2 separate regions of the Macaca mulatta genome follow, and region 1 is linked to region 2. Evidence: chromatin contacts called from public Hi-C data. All regions are on one chromosome and are shown on one strand. The core of a region is the stretch at or near the end of the contact, and the rest is flanking DNA. Distances in the headings are between cores, read along the strand shown.

Region 1 (6,990 bases), core at 783-3,282, 57 kb after region 2:
TAATTTATTAGAGCTTTTTGTTGTTGTTTTCGGGGGACTGAGTTTTTGCTCTTGTTCCCCGGGTTGGAGTGCAGTGGTGCGATCTCGGCTCACTGCAATCTCCGGCTCCCAGGTTCAAGCGATTCTCCGAGTGCTGCCTCCTGAGTAGCTGGGATTACAGGCGCGCGCCACCACCCCCAGCTAATTTTTTGTACTTTTAGTAGAGAGGGGGTTTCATCATGTTGGCCAGGCTGGTCTCGAACTCCTGACCTCAGGTGATCCGCCTCCCAAAGTGCAGGGATTACAGACGTTAGGCACCGCGCCCAGCCTATTTATTACAGTTCTGTGTTTGGTCTTTAGATTAGCAAAATTCGACCATGATTATTAAAATCCATCTTCCTTATAATTTTGGTTTCTAACCTATTAGCAGTGGTCATGTTTCTCCATTTCAAATTGCCCAGCTTGAGTGTTCTAGAGAAAACAGATAAAAGCCTTATAGTTATTTAAACATTCAGATTACTAAACTTTTTTAAAATAGAGGTTCAGGAAAATCTCTAAGAGACTGAAATTTAGAATATTTTATTGGACTAGAAGAATTTTTAAGCGGACTGTAATCACTAATGCCACTGAAAAACCACAACTGGGATTTTTAAAACTACCTATAAAAAAGCAGTATAAAGTGTGCCTGAAATCGAACTGCTCGCTGACATCTGTAGGGAGGTTTGATTTATAACAATTAAAGAAGTTGATCAAAGAAGAGTGTTCCAAGAGATCTGTGTGTAGGTTAGGGAGTCCTATTGTAATTGGATGGGAAATAAATATAATTTATTTTCTTGAATTGTGATTGGTTAAAATCCTTTTGTTTCCGTGGTATTTTCTAATAACTGAATCTGGGGATTTTCTCTGCTGTTATTATCCGACCTACCTGTGTGTTTGAGGTATGTACTAGTACTAAAAGCACTAAGACTGTCGCAGACAAGGTTTGTGAAATTTCAGGACGTTGACAAGGGCCCGCCACGGAGCATTTACTGTTCTTATAATAAAGCAGTGACGAATTTAAATCTCTGAATAGCTTAAACATGTAATTAGTATCGCTACAAAAGAAAAGGATGATATTTTCCCCTTCGTTTTCCCTTGAAGTCATGAACGGTTGGTTCTGCTGTGACTTTGGGGCTTAGTTTTCAGTAGAAGTGTTGTCCTGCTCTGCTGCTGGTACTGCGGTACTGCTAATTCAGGCTAACTCAGGCGGCGGGCGCCGTGTGCTCTGAACATCGCGCCGGGGGTGAGGCGTCAACCCTGGAGTTTATTTTGTGATCAAAGTGGAACCACTACACTTCACTTTCCCCTCACCTCCACTTCTGAGGGAGCAACGAATACACAGGTAGACCCCCAAAAGCTTTGAATAGCTGTCGCCTACTTCCCCGCGGCCGGCTTCATTTCTTGGTCTGCCGCCGCCGCCACCTCTGGATCTCGGAGGACCCCGTGGCGGCCGCCGCCTCCGCAAGGCTGGGCACTACTTTCCGTCTGCGGTGGTTCCGCCGACCCTCCCGCGGCTCCTGCCCCGCCCGCGCCGGCGGAAGGAGACGCGCTGCGCGTCGCCGCTGCCCGGGGACGGAGACGGAGCAGTACTGGCCGCGGTGCGGTGGCGGCGGCTGGGCTGCCTCTGGGTGTTCGACGGCCGTGTTGGGTTTTCTCTCACTTTTCTTGTGTGGCGCTGCAGCCCAACGCTGCGAATCTGGGATTCCAGAGGAGTGTTTGGGGGAGGGACCGAGGTCGCTGTGTCCGGGGCAGAGCGGCCAGTGCGCCCCGAGTCTGCGCTCGTTCGGGGCCGCTGCCGTGCCCCGGTTCGCTCTCCTCAGCATGAGCGGCCGGTAGGAGCGAGGTTTCACCGGTTCCCTCGCCCTGGAGGAGGCAGCGGTCGCTTCGGCAGCGACGGCTATGGCGGTGGAGACGCGGCCGGAGCTGGTGGGGAAGCGGTTCCTGTGTGTGGCGGTCAGCGACGAGGCGCGTCCGGAGCGCTGGGAGAGCGGACGCGGCTGGCGAGCGGGGGTCATCCGAGCCGTGTCACACAGGGACAGCCGCAATCCGGACCTGGCGGTAAGAGAGCGAGCGCCCCCCTTCCCCCCTGCCGCGTCCGCACCCGGCTCTCGCAGACGTACCTTGCGGGCTTCCCTCTGGCACCTCGCTCAGCCCGGCCAACTGGCGGTCACGCCCCTCTGCCGAGCCCTTGGCTTGTTTGCCCGCATCCCTTGCCTGGGTCCCTGCCTCTCTGCGAGCGGCTTCCCCAGGGGAGGCGGTGTCGGAGCGGGACTCCCGGGATAGCCGCGGAGGCCGCCCTGCCCCCAATCCCGGAGGGGTCGACCGCAGCTGCCCACTGTGGCGCCTGGGCGGCCGCGGAGACCTCCCCAAAAGGCGGAGCTGCGAGTCCGGCGCCGCGCGGGCAGGTAGGGGTAGGGGGCGGACCACTCATAGCGATAGGTGGCCAGCTTCCCTGGCATCTCTTTTCTTGGAAAAGTGTTCATAGTGTTGTAGCTCGAGACTTAAAACTTGTCCTGTAAGTTTGCTGAAAGGGAGGGAGGAAAGGACAGAGACGTTCCCACACAGTCCGGGGATTCCTTTGTGTTTTAGAGGCAGAGGCCGTGGTGGTGGTGGCGGTGCCCGGGTTTATCCTCACCTTAATAGATGCTTGGCTTTCTAACCGGAAAGGTTTATAAAAGTGAAAAATTTTGGTATGGAGGGTAATCTCTTTCTTTCTGTGCCCAGTGTACTTTTTTTGTTAGAAAGATGCAGTGCTTTGGAGTCAAGCTGTTTCTGGGTTTTATATGGTTTTAAATAAGACGAAAAATGTCAATTAAAATGTTAAATGCCATGCAGAATTGATTGTCTTTTTTTTTCTTTTGCTTTCTTATGTGTGACACTGCCAGTGTTTTCTTTGAGTAGTGTAGGTATGTGCGTGATTTTGAGCTGTAATATGCTCTGTTGTGTTCCCAAGTGCATTCTCACTGAGGGGCAGCTTGAAGGTAAGGGGCGTAGTAGAGACAAGACATAGACTAGACTTCCCAAGGTTGATTTATGAATACGTTATCTATGAAATTTATTTGTAGTGCCCTGAGCCACTTATTTTTTCACTGAAAATTTCAAATTTAGGAATATTTTTTTCCCCTTGTATGCATGCAAGCTTACAATTCCAAATTCACTGTAATATCTGTACAGGTATCTACCTAATGTTTTTTACCTACCTGTTTTAATAGTTTCTGAATGTTTTGTAAACTCGGGTTTTCATCACTGTAGTCAGTGATATAGTTAATGCGGCATGTATTAATGTTGACTCGACGTTGCAAAATAGGTATGTTTTGCTAATAGGTGTTTCTAACAGGAAATAGAAGTAGTTTTGAAGGTTTTGGCTGGTTATTTTCGTACAAAAGTGTATAATCTTCCTTAAGAAGTATTGCTGATGTTAGTGGTTCTAGAAATTGGGAGTTCCATCAGTAACTACTTTTATTTTGTTTGTGTAAAAGGCTGAGGTGAGAGGATTGCTAGAGCCCAGGACTTGGAGTCCAGCCTGGGCAACATAGGTGAGACCCCCCCATCTCTAAAAAAGGAAAAAAAAAATCTATATATAAATGACTTTATTGCTTTCTTAGTTGAGAATTTAAGTGTTGTAAAGAGAAGGTTTACATATATTAGTAAATGGTAAGGTATTAAGCTGGATATTAAAAAATAAATTATCTGTGGATGGTAGAGATTGACTGGAAAGAATGGGAAAGAGTTTCTTCAGGTTATGGAAATGTTTCCTATCCTGATTGTTGGTTACACAGGTATATATATTTACACAAGTAAATATATATATAAATATATATATTTGTCAAAACTTATTGAATTGATACTATCTTTACATTTCACCGTATCTGATTTTACCAAAAAAAGAAAAATGTATGTTGAACCATAACTATGTGAACCCTTGATGAGTTTTTTATCTTAAGTCTTTATTTGAAAATTTGAATATTACTAATTTAGTTTTTTTAGCCTAGAATCTACCATTTTAGATTTATTTCCAGATTTTCTTACATTCATATTTCTTAAACGAAACTTGGAACAGTTTAGCATTAACATAATGTAATATTCCTGTTAGACTGTGATTACTGCAGAGTAGATTTTAAGTTAAATGAAATTAGGCTGGGCACAGTGGCTCATGCTTGTAAACCCAACATTTTGGGAGACTGAGATGGGAAGATACTTGAGCGCAGGAGTTTGAGACCAGCCTGGGCAACATGGTGAAACCCTGTTCCTACAAAAAATACAGAAATTAGCCGGGCATAGTGGTGCAACGCCTGTGGTTCCAGCTATTCGGAGGGCTGAGGTGGGAGGATCACCTGAGCTCAGCGAGGTTGAGGTTGAGACTGCAGTGAGCCAAGATTATGCCACTGCACTTCTGCCTGGGCAACAGAATGAGATCCTGTCTGTAAATAAACAAATAAATATATAAAATGAAATTATATGGAAAATGTTGAATAGGCTAGCTTGTGATTTTTTTTTTTAAAGCTACAAATATGTTTAATTAAAAACCTATAAGTATATTAGAAGTCCTGGCTGAATACACCTGTGGCACATGATTCGGAAGGATAATGATAAGAACTTGAAAGTAGTTGAGGGAATGCTGTGTCTCAAAGACAATCAGTTATTCTTATTTTGGGTCTTATGTATGAGGAATTGCCACGTGCATTAAATTTCTATAATTGTTTTAACTAATTAACGTAATCTTGGTGGTTTAAATGTTATACGCTTAATATTTGGTAGTTCTAGAGATGAAACTATGATGAAAAGACCTGAATCTTGCTGGGCTAAAATCAAAGTGTGGCAAGACTGTTTATTCTAGGAGAGATCCATTTTCTTTCCTTTTCTAGTTTTTGGAAGCTATCCACATTCCTTGGCTCATGGCCCCCTTCCTCCATCTTAAAAAAAGCCAACCCAGTTGTAGCTCTCTGACCATTTTTCCCTAGTCATCTCCTTCTGACTCTCCTGCTTACCCCTTACACTTCTAAGTGCCCTGTTGATTACTTTGGGCCAGTTGACATAATCCAGGATAATCTTGCCGCCTGTGAACCATGACTCCATATAAACTTTAATTCTCCTTTCCCATGTAATGTAACAGTTGTAGGATCCCGGGATTAGGACATGGATATCTTTGGGATTAAATTATTTTTTTACCACACCGTGGTAGCAAACATATTTCTTGTACAGTATGAACATATATACTTTGATAAAAAGAAAGTAAGATTTTATTTTTATTTTTTCAACCAGGGGTTATAGTGATATTACTTTCTAATCTTTTAAGTAATAAGTTTAATTAGTAGAGTTTTCATTAGGTTATGTTGGATAATTTCAAATAGTTTGTCAACTTTTAAAAAAAATGGCTTGAGAACCTTTTGGGTTATCTGTATTGAAATTATCTTTGCTAACAAAATATCTAAGCCCTTTTTATGCATGAGGACCAAGTTGTTGAAGAAGTTGAAATATATATAGCACATTGTGAACCTTTTTCATTTTGAGCTTCTTTTTTAGCCCCATTACTTAGTTTTGTCTTGGGATACATTTTTGACATTACTGCAGTTCTACTTTTTGAGGAATTTTTCTAGAAAATTGATAGTGTAATGTAAGGAAAACTGGCAGTTGAGAAGTACTGTTGCATAATATTTATCCTTGAATAATATTGTGATATTAATTAAAGAGCAGACATCAATTTACTCTCCTCTTGTTTAACTTAGCTTCCATTTATGTTCTCAGTGATTTATTTATTAGCTTATCTATCCATCCATCCATCCACCCATCTGTCTACCTTTGTTTGATGCTTAGGTTGATTGTATTTCTGTTTTCAAGCCAGTTCTGTCTAAAGTGTAAGTATTTAACAAAATATGTCTGGTTTTTTCAATAGAGAAAAGGACAATAAAAAAATCATACTGTGTTTTAAAGGCCAAACCCATAAATTTGCTTGTATTTAGGGGATAACTTGGGAATGAAGAGTTTAAACTGTTCTGAGATGTGTATCAGCTGATAAGTTATTTTGCAAAACGTCTGTCTTAAATGTGAATAATATTCATGTTTAGGAAATTTAAAGTGATTTATAATTTTGCATATAAAGAAAACCCCTTTTTGTGTTTGGGTCTACCCATTTCTGCTTAGTTTTCTCATTTAAGTTTCTTATTGAGTTGGTAGCGTTACATTTCCTTGTATCTTTATGTCAGTCTGACATTTACGTTGTCTTGCATCATTATTAAAAATGCTAATTTCTGGTCTGTTTACAAAATGTTGAATGTATGAATGAATGAAAGTGATTTTTACTTCATTGGTCAATATGACCTTGATAGGTTTACTATAGCAAAATTGGTTTTCCTGGTAGGTAGAAAGACTTCTATGACTGACATAAGTATGCCAACTATTTTTCACACTCTTGAATTTGTTACTGCTATTGGTGACAAAGATTTGAATATAGGAATATGACTAAATTGCCCCAATGGTAGGACATAAACTTGTGCAGTTGTTACCACTAGCTAGTTTTAAAAGAAGGTGATGATCACCCAATAAATGTTAATTGTGTTTCTGTGTAAAATTAAAGGGGCTATTGTTTTATATGATCTTTTGACCCATCATTTATATGTTCTAGCATATATTTTAAATAGGGAATTCCAATAATTTCCAATAATTTTAAATAGGGAATTCCAATAAGTTCCAATAATTTTAAGTAGGGAATGTTTTCATTCATTAGAATAATTGAACTATAGAAATTTTATCATGCAAAACCTTATCGTCTTCGTATAGGGATATTATTGCATGTGAAAGTAAAAATGTTAACTAGATACTTCAATGTAATTGAAAGCATACACAGGCTATTTCCCTGTATTTATAAATTTTATATATTATATTTAGACAATTTTAAGTTGTATACAAGGAATGTCTTTAAGTATAAAATTCATTTTCTGTCTTTAGGTCTACAATTCATTTTCTGTCATCTTC
Region 2 (6,403 bases), core at 3,036-5,535:
CCCTTAAAAAATTGGTAACTACTCATGCCTGTAATCCCAGAACTTTGGGAGGCCGAGGCAGGAGGATCACCTGAGGTCAGGAGTTCAAGTCCAGGCTGGCCAACACGGTGAAATCCCGTCTCTACTAAAAATACAAACATTAGCTGGGCATGGTAGCACACGCCTGTAATCCCAGCTACTTGGGAGGCTGAGGCAGAAGAACTGCTTGAACCCGGGAGGCGGAAATTGCAGTGAGTCACGATCATGCCACTGCACTCTAGCCTGGACACCAAGAGAAAAACTCCGTCTCAAAAAAAAAAAAAAAAAAAAAAATTGGTAACTAACCTGTCAATCTTGCCTTGATGTTAAAGTAAGCTGAGTTTGAACAGACTGTGAGTAATGGAAAAATACTTTCATATCATCACAGAATGCTAAGGCTGGACAAAAGAGCTTGGAGGTTATCAGGTCTCTTTGCCTCTTCTGAGAAATAGAACCAAGGTCTATAATCAGTAAGAGACTGCCTCAGGGTCATTCAGCTCGTTAAGGTAACCAAAGCCAGTTCTGAATTCCAAGTTTCTTGATAACAATCCAGTGATATTTCTTCCTACACCATTTTACTCACTTCCCTCATAAAAAAGCTATCTATATATCTATTACGTTTTAAGTGCACACTCAATGCCAAGCACCACACTTGCACGTTTTAGTTAAACTAATTTAATCTTTACAACAGTCTTTTTTTTTTTTTGAGACAGAATCTTGCTCTGTTGCCGAGGCTGGAGTGCAGTGGCACGATTCTCAGCTCACTGCAACCTTTCCCTCCAGGGTTCAAGTGATTCTAGTGCCTCAGCTTCCCTACTAGTCAGGACTACAGCTGTGCACCATCACGCCCGGCTAATTTTCTTTACAACAGTCTCGTGTGGTATTTATTATAATCACTTAAAGGCAAGAAGACTGACGCTCAGAAGGGTTTAGCATGCTGCCCAAGACCACACAGCTGTAAAGAGTGGTATCCAGGGCCAGGTGCGGTGGCTCATGGCTGTAATTCTAGCACTTAGAGAGGAAGGTGGGCGGATCATGAGGCCACGAGATCGAGGCCAGCCTGACCAATACGGTGAAACCCTGTCTCTACTAAAAATACAAAAAAATTAGCCAGGCGTGGTGGCACGCACCTGTAGTCCCAGCTACTTGGGAGGGTGAGGCATGAGACATGAGAATTGCTTGAATTGGGAGGTGGAGGTTGCAGTGAGTTGAGATCACACCACTGCACTCCAGCATGGGCGACAGAGAGAGACTCTGTCTCAAGAAAAAAAAAAGAGTGGTGTCCAGGGCTAATTTCTCCGGTGTTAAAGTGCAGGATCTGGGGACAAAGTGCTTCTACATACAGGGTGCTCTGGTTATTGAGGTTCCCTGCCCATGCTACCAGAGGTTCATGTCGAGAGAAGGGTCTGATCTTGCTCAGGAGGAGGTGGTTGTCTCAGTAAGTTAGAAAGAATCAAGTAAATTCTACCTCCTGGTGTGAAAAAGGTTTCCAAGTTTGTGTAGATCCTGTGACTGCGCTTTCATTTTCAGAGAGAGAAACTGAGTAAAGAAGAAAAATGGAATGATGTTTATATTCTCTGACAAGTGTGCTTTCTAATGTGCTAATGGCTCACAAAATAACGGTTCCTGACACTTGAGAAACACGTTTCTTTTCATGACATTTTCTTCCTCACATTACTGTTCCCTGTCTTTAGCCTCAAACCTTACATTCTGTAGCTAAAGCACTTTAACTGCAAAGAGGCTTTAATCCCCTCTCTCCAGTTAGGGAGTCTCCTAAGGAGTCTCCTTGTTTTCCAGGTCTCCACTGGAAAATTTCACAGAAGGGCAGAGAATCTTCCAAAGCAAAGCTGTTGCTGCCTTATAACATTTACCCCTTCTTTCTTGAAAACACACCCCAGGCTATCTTTCCAGCTTGCTTTTTCCCCACCCGAGTCCCTCATGCCCACTGTAACTAATCTGGGCTTTTCCTCCTCTGGGCTTTGGCTCACGCTGGTCCCTATATCTGGAATCCTTTCCTTTTTCATCTTTGGCCGCCTCGATTCTGTCCATTCTTTTTTGTTTTTTTGAGGCACAGTCTCACTCTGTGGCCCAGGTTGGAGTGCAGTGGCACGATCACGGCTCACTGCAGCCTTGACCTCTTGGATTTGAGCGATCCTCCTCAGTCCCTGAGTAGCTGGGATAACAGGTGTGAGCTACTGTGACCGGCTAATTAAATTTTTCATTTTTTGTGGAGACAAGGTCTTGCTCTGTTGCCTAGGCTGGTCTCTAACTCTTGCGATCAAACAATCTTCCCTCCTTGGCCTCCCAAAGTGCTAGGATTACAGGTGTGAGCCACTCTACTGGGCCTGTCTATTTTTTAAGGCCCATCTGAAACATAATCTCCCTTGCCTTTTCTTTTTCTCAACCAGATATCCCTTCCTTGTCCAACACTGGGTATTCAACTGGGTGTAACTTTTATAAGAGTTGACATTTGGATCTGTACCGCAGATATCTGTGCACCCAAACTGTCAATGACCATGATCAACTACGTGTTACTGACCTTTGTGTTACAGGTAGCACCTAGAACAGACGTTCGTATTGTCAATTATGAAAAACAAAAGTCTAAAAGTGCTTCACAATTTTCTGTCAGTTGAAGAACTGGTCAAAGAAATCCAGAGGCTTTTTTTTTTTTTTTGTAAAGTACAGCTTCTTAATAGGGCACTTGATTTTCTAGGTGTGGACACAACAGTTGATAGACATCTACTAGGTCAAGAAAGGTATGCCTGGATTAGGTAAATGACAGACTCAAAAGAGAGGCCAGGAAAAGGCTAAAAAACAATCTGAAGGCATCTGCGGTATCCTTTTGTTTATATCTTGATTTTTAGTTTTGTACAGGGGAACACAGGAAGCTCTGAGGCTTTAAAACTAGAAACTTTGCAATTTAATCAAATGAAAAATTTTGAATGCTGTGCTGCAAATCGGATTAAATAGGACTAGTAATTCACTTCCAAACAAAATAAACACCAAACTCAGAAAATTTAGCTCCTTTTAACAACAACAACAAAAAATCTGGTAATGTTATTTTTCCGAAATTCTAAAGCTAATCAGAGAAGCCTGCCCCCTCACATAAACATTTTTTCATATACCTTTATGAAACCTTCTGAGATAACACTACTACAGAGATGAATAATGAATTCACAGACCCTAGCTGTAACTACGTCATTGTTTACTTGGTGACTTTTTTTTTTTTTTTAAATCGGGGAGAGGGGTAAAATGGGGAGGATGAGAGAAAATCAGTTTAAATTGTATTCAAATACATTTACACGATTAACACCACAACTCAAGGAATTTTTTTTTCTTACAGACCTGTAGCACTTGTTGGTAGGAGAACAATGAAATGAACCGATAGTTTGAACAAAGGCAACAGGCACCTACAGCCTTTCAATCACTTAGCAAATATTTCCGCCAAGACAGGGCCGAATTCGGGGATCTAGGCGAGCAGCCGGGTGTCACCTTTCTCGGTAAGCTGCAAATCTTGGGACAACTAGGACCCTTCCCAGGGATCCTGGACTGGGAGCGGTCTCGGGTTTTTAGACAAATCTCTCCTCCTACCACACGTGACCGAATGGCAATCAGCCGCCAAGAGAGACACCGCAACGCATCAGCCGCGGGATACAAAGGCTCGGCACTGCCACCGCATCCTCGGGAGGATCGCGGAGCCTCCCGCGCTCGGCGTCTGCGGAGCCTGCGCAGGGAGCAGCTGCGAGGCGCGCCGCTCCCGGGCCCGCAGGGCGGTGCCGCGCTGCGCGGGGAGCAGAAGCGGGGAGCGCGCGCCGCCTGCCCTGAGCGCCTGCCCACCCAGCGCCGCCGGAGCAGGGGCGCCGCGCCGCACGCAGCCGAGCAGCGCCACAGCTGCCGCCGCCGTCGCAGCCGCAGTCGCCGCAGCTAGGCCCTCGGCAGCCGCAGGGAGCCCCGCAGCGACGTGGACCAAGGTGAGGAGGCCGAGGGCTCCCCCGGCCCCACGGCAGGCCCCAGGCCGGGCCACCCCGTCCCCGCCCAGGCCCAGGCCTTCCCTTTCCTCTCGGCTCCTTCCCCTTCCCACAGCTCCCCTGGGCCTCGCGCCGGCTGCAGGGCGCCGTGAGCGGCACTTACACCACAGCTCTGGAGATCATCCAGGACACCATCTTCACGGGGGCTTGGGCCCCACGTCCGGGACGGGTGGGCGCAGAGCGCTGCGGACCAGGCCGCCAACGGCAGGCCGCGCGCTTCGCCGGCTCCTCGCGCTCCCCGGGGCCGCGCTGGCGCCCTCGGGAGCCGGGCCCGGTGTGTGCGCGCGGCGGCCTGGGCTGCGAGGCGGTCGGTCCCCCGCCCGTCCCCGCCCGTCCCAGCCCGCCCCCGCCCGCCGGCCTGGCCGCCGAGCCGGCCAGCCCCGCCCCTGCGCTCCGCTGATAGGCGGCGGCGGCGGCGCGTTGGCCCAGGCCAGGGCCGGGGCCAGGCGGCCGGGCTCCGGGGCTGGACCGGCAGGACCGTAGCCTGTGCTGGACGGCCTCGCGGCCGCGGCCTTGGCCCTTGCGCTCTAACCAACCTTACCCTCCTCCTTAGCTCTTTGGGACGCCCACCTCGCGGCAAGAGTGCGGCAGGAGGCTGAGGAAGGGTACTGGAGGGCAGGGATTGGCAGCGCCTGTGTGAAAAGTGAGATATTCGCAGGAACTCGGTGTCCAATAAAAGACTCTCGACCAGGCCCTGGTTTTGGAGAGCCAAGACTTTGAGGTGTGCCTGGCCACATCCGGTACCCTCAGTGTTTACGGAGGCCCAGCACCAAAGGCGTCCTTATAGTACCGCATTTTAAGGGAAATGTCGAGAGGTTCTTGCATAGGCCTCCTTGTGTGCCGCGAGTCTCGTGGTGCAAGGCAGGGAGGGACAGAGGAGGATTTCATGTTTGCGGTGGTGAGTGTAGTGATACCACTGTTCTGGGCCTCTTAGGGCACCTTTTCATTAGAGCATCTGCAAAGACTTTTACAGACACAAATCTCCATTATTTCCCTGAGGCCTGCCAGATGTTCAAAGTAAGGGCTGGGTCTAGGATTCCTGACCTGTCTTAAGATTTACAACTGTATTACAGCTATAAGATTTACAACTGTATTTTTTGGAGGTTGGGTTACTGCTTACCCTTGCTGTTCTTGCAAATATCATTTCAAGGGTAGACTTTTAAAACTTTTTTTTTTTTTTTGTGACAGTACCAAATTGAGAAAATGATCTTAAAGTTTAGATATTTTTCTTTTTTCCAATTAAGACGATAGTAAAAGATAATTCTAGTATTCAGATGGTGTGAAGAATAAAAGATGAAATGTAGGCTTGGAGCCTTTAATTAAAGTCCTAAAAAATATGATGGCTTTTGTGACCATACTATAATTTTGTCTTCTTGTTCCTCAGTTTCCCTGTGATAAAAAGGGGATAATAATACTGTAGTCTGTCTCTTGCCTTTCGGGGATGATGTGAGGCACTGCTAAATAATATGTTTAGGAAATAATGTGACTTGCGTGGAAGACAATCAAAGGACACAACAGATTATCCTAAATTTCTTTCAGTTCTCAGTCAATAAATTGGGTAATTTATTTAATAAATAAATTTATTTATTATTATTATAATAAATTTATTTATTGGGTAATTTATTTAATAAATAATAAATCATTATTTAAGAAACAAGCTCAGAACTTTCTACTGTTGGGTTAGGTTCTTTTTGCTTATTCATGTCAAGACTATTTTTATTTCAGGAAGTTTAGTAGTAATTTGCATTTACTCTGAATCTTTTATTTTTGGTCATTATTCAGCGTTGAGGATCAGGTGTGCTGCATAAGCACCAGCGTGTTGGCGAACTCTCTTGTTCAATAAAACTGAAATGAATTTGAATATCATTCATATCCCTTCACGAACAGGTCCTGAAATAGCTTTACAGCCTTTACTTTCACTACCTTCACCCCCAACTCCTAATGTACCCTTTCCCTACCTCTCTTCTCTGAACCAGTCTGTATTTTCATGCTCAGTGCTTTTGCCCAGATTTTGTTTTTCCCTTAACACTTTGCTCCCCATTCTGTACCTATCAGAACCCTCATTTTTCAGTGGCCTATGCCATGAAGACGTCCTTGTTTTTCCTCAGGGACAATTATTCCTAATTTTGTCTGTGCCCCCATAATTTATTACTTGAATTTCTATTTCTTATCTGTGTCATTCTGCCTCTACCATGTCTAATATACTGAATGGCAAAATGTTTGAGAACAGACGTGGTGTACTGGATTTCTTTGTGTTTTCCAACTATCTAGCCTAAGAGAGTAAATGCCCAATAAAAATTTGAATAATATTTGTGAAATACAGTCACTAAGCATCAGATTTAAAAAAAAAAATTCAG

Evidence for each region. Hi-C and Micro-C count contacts between places; a contact is called where the count stands out from the background.
Region 1: a Hi-C map of cortical neurons shows a contact between it and region 2, with 2.7 times the contacts expected there. The contact joins the promoter of LOC114669982 here to the promoter of REEP3 in region 2. A contact is called at or near these places in 3 of 14 Hi-C or Micro-C datasets (cortical neurons, fetal cortical plate and liver).

The regions. Positions count from the first base shown.
Region 1 is chr9:86,331,169-86,338,158 of T2T-MMU8v2.0, forward strand. It overlaps LOC114669982, which reads right to left and starts at 2,033. Exons shown (of 1, transcript XM_028826600.2): 1 at 1-2,033. The coding sequence starts at 2,033. The coding sequence ends at 1,413. The region is part of intron 2 of JMJD1C (jumonji domain containing 1C); the gene reads left to right.
Region 2 is chr9:86,272,153-86,278,555 of T2T-MMU8v2.0, forward strand. REEP3 (receptor accessory protein 3) reads right to left here and starts at 4,286. Exons shown (of 8, transcript NM_001261663.1): 1 at 4,150-4,286. The coding sequence starts at 4,181. JMJD1C (jumonji domain containing 1C) reads left to right here and starts at 3,842. Exons shown (of 26, transcript XM_077946712.1): 1 at 3,842-3,989.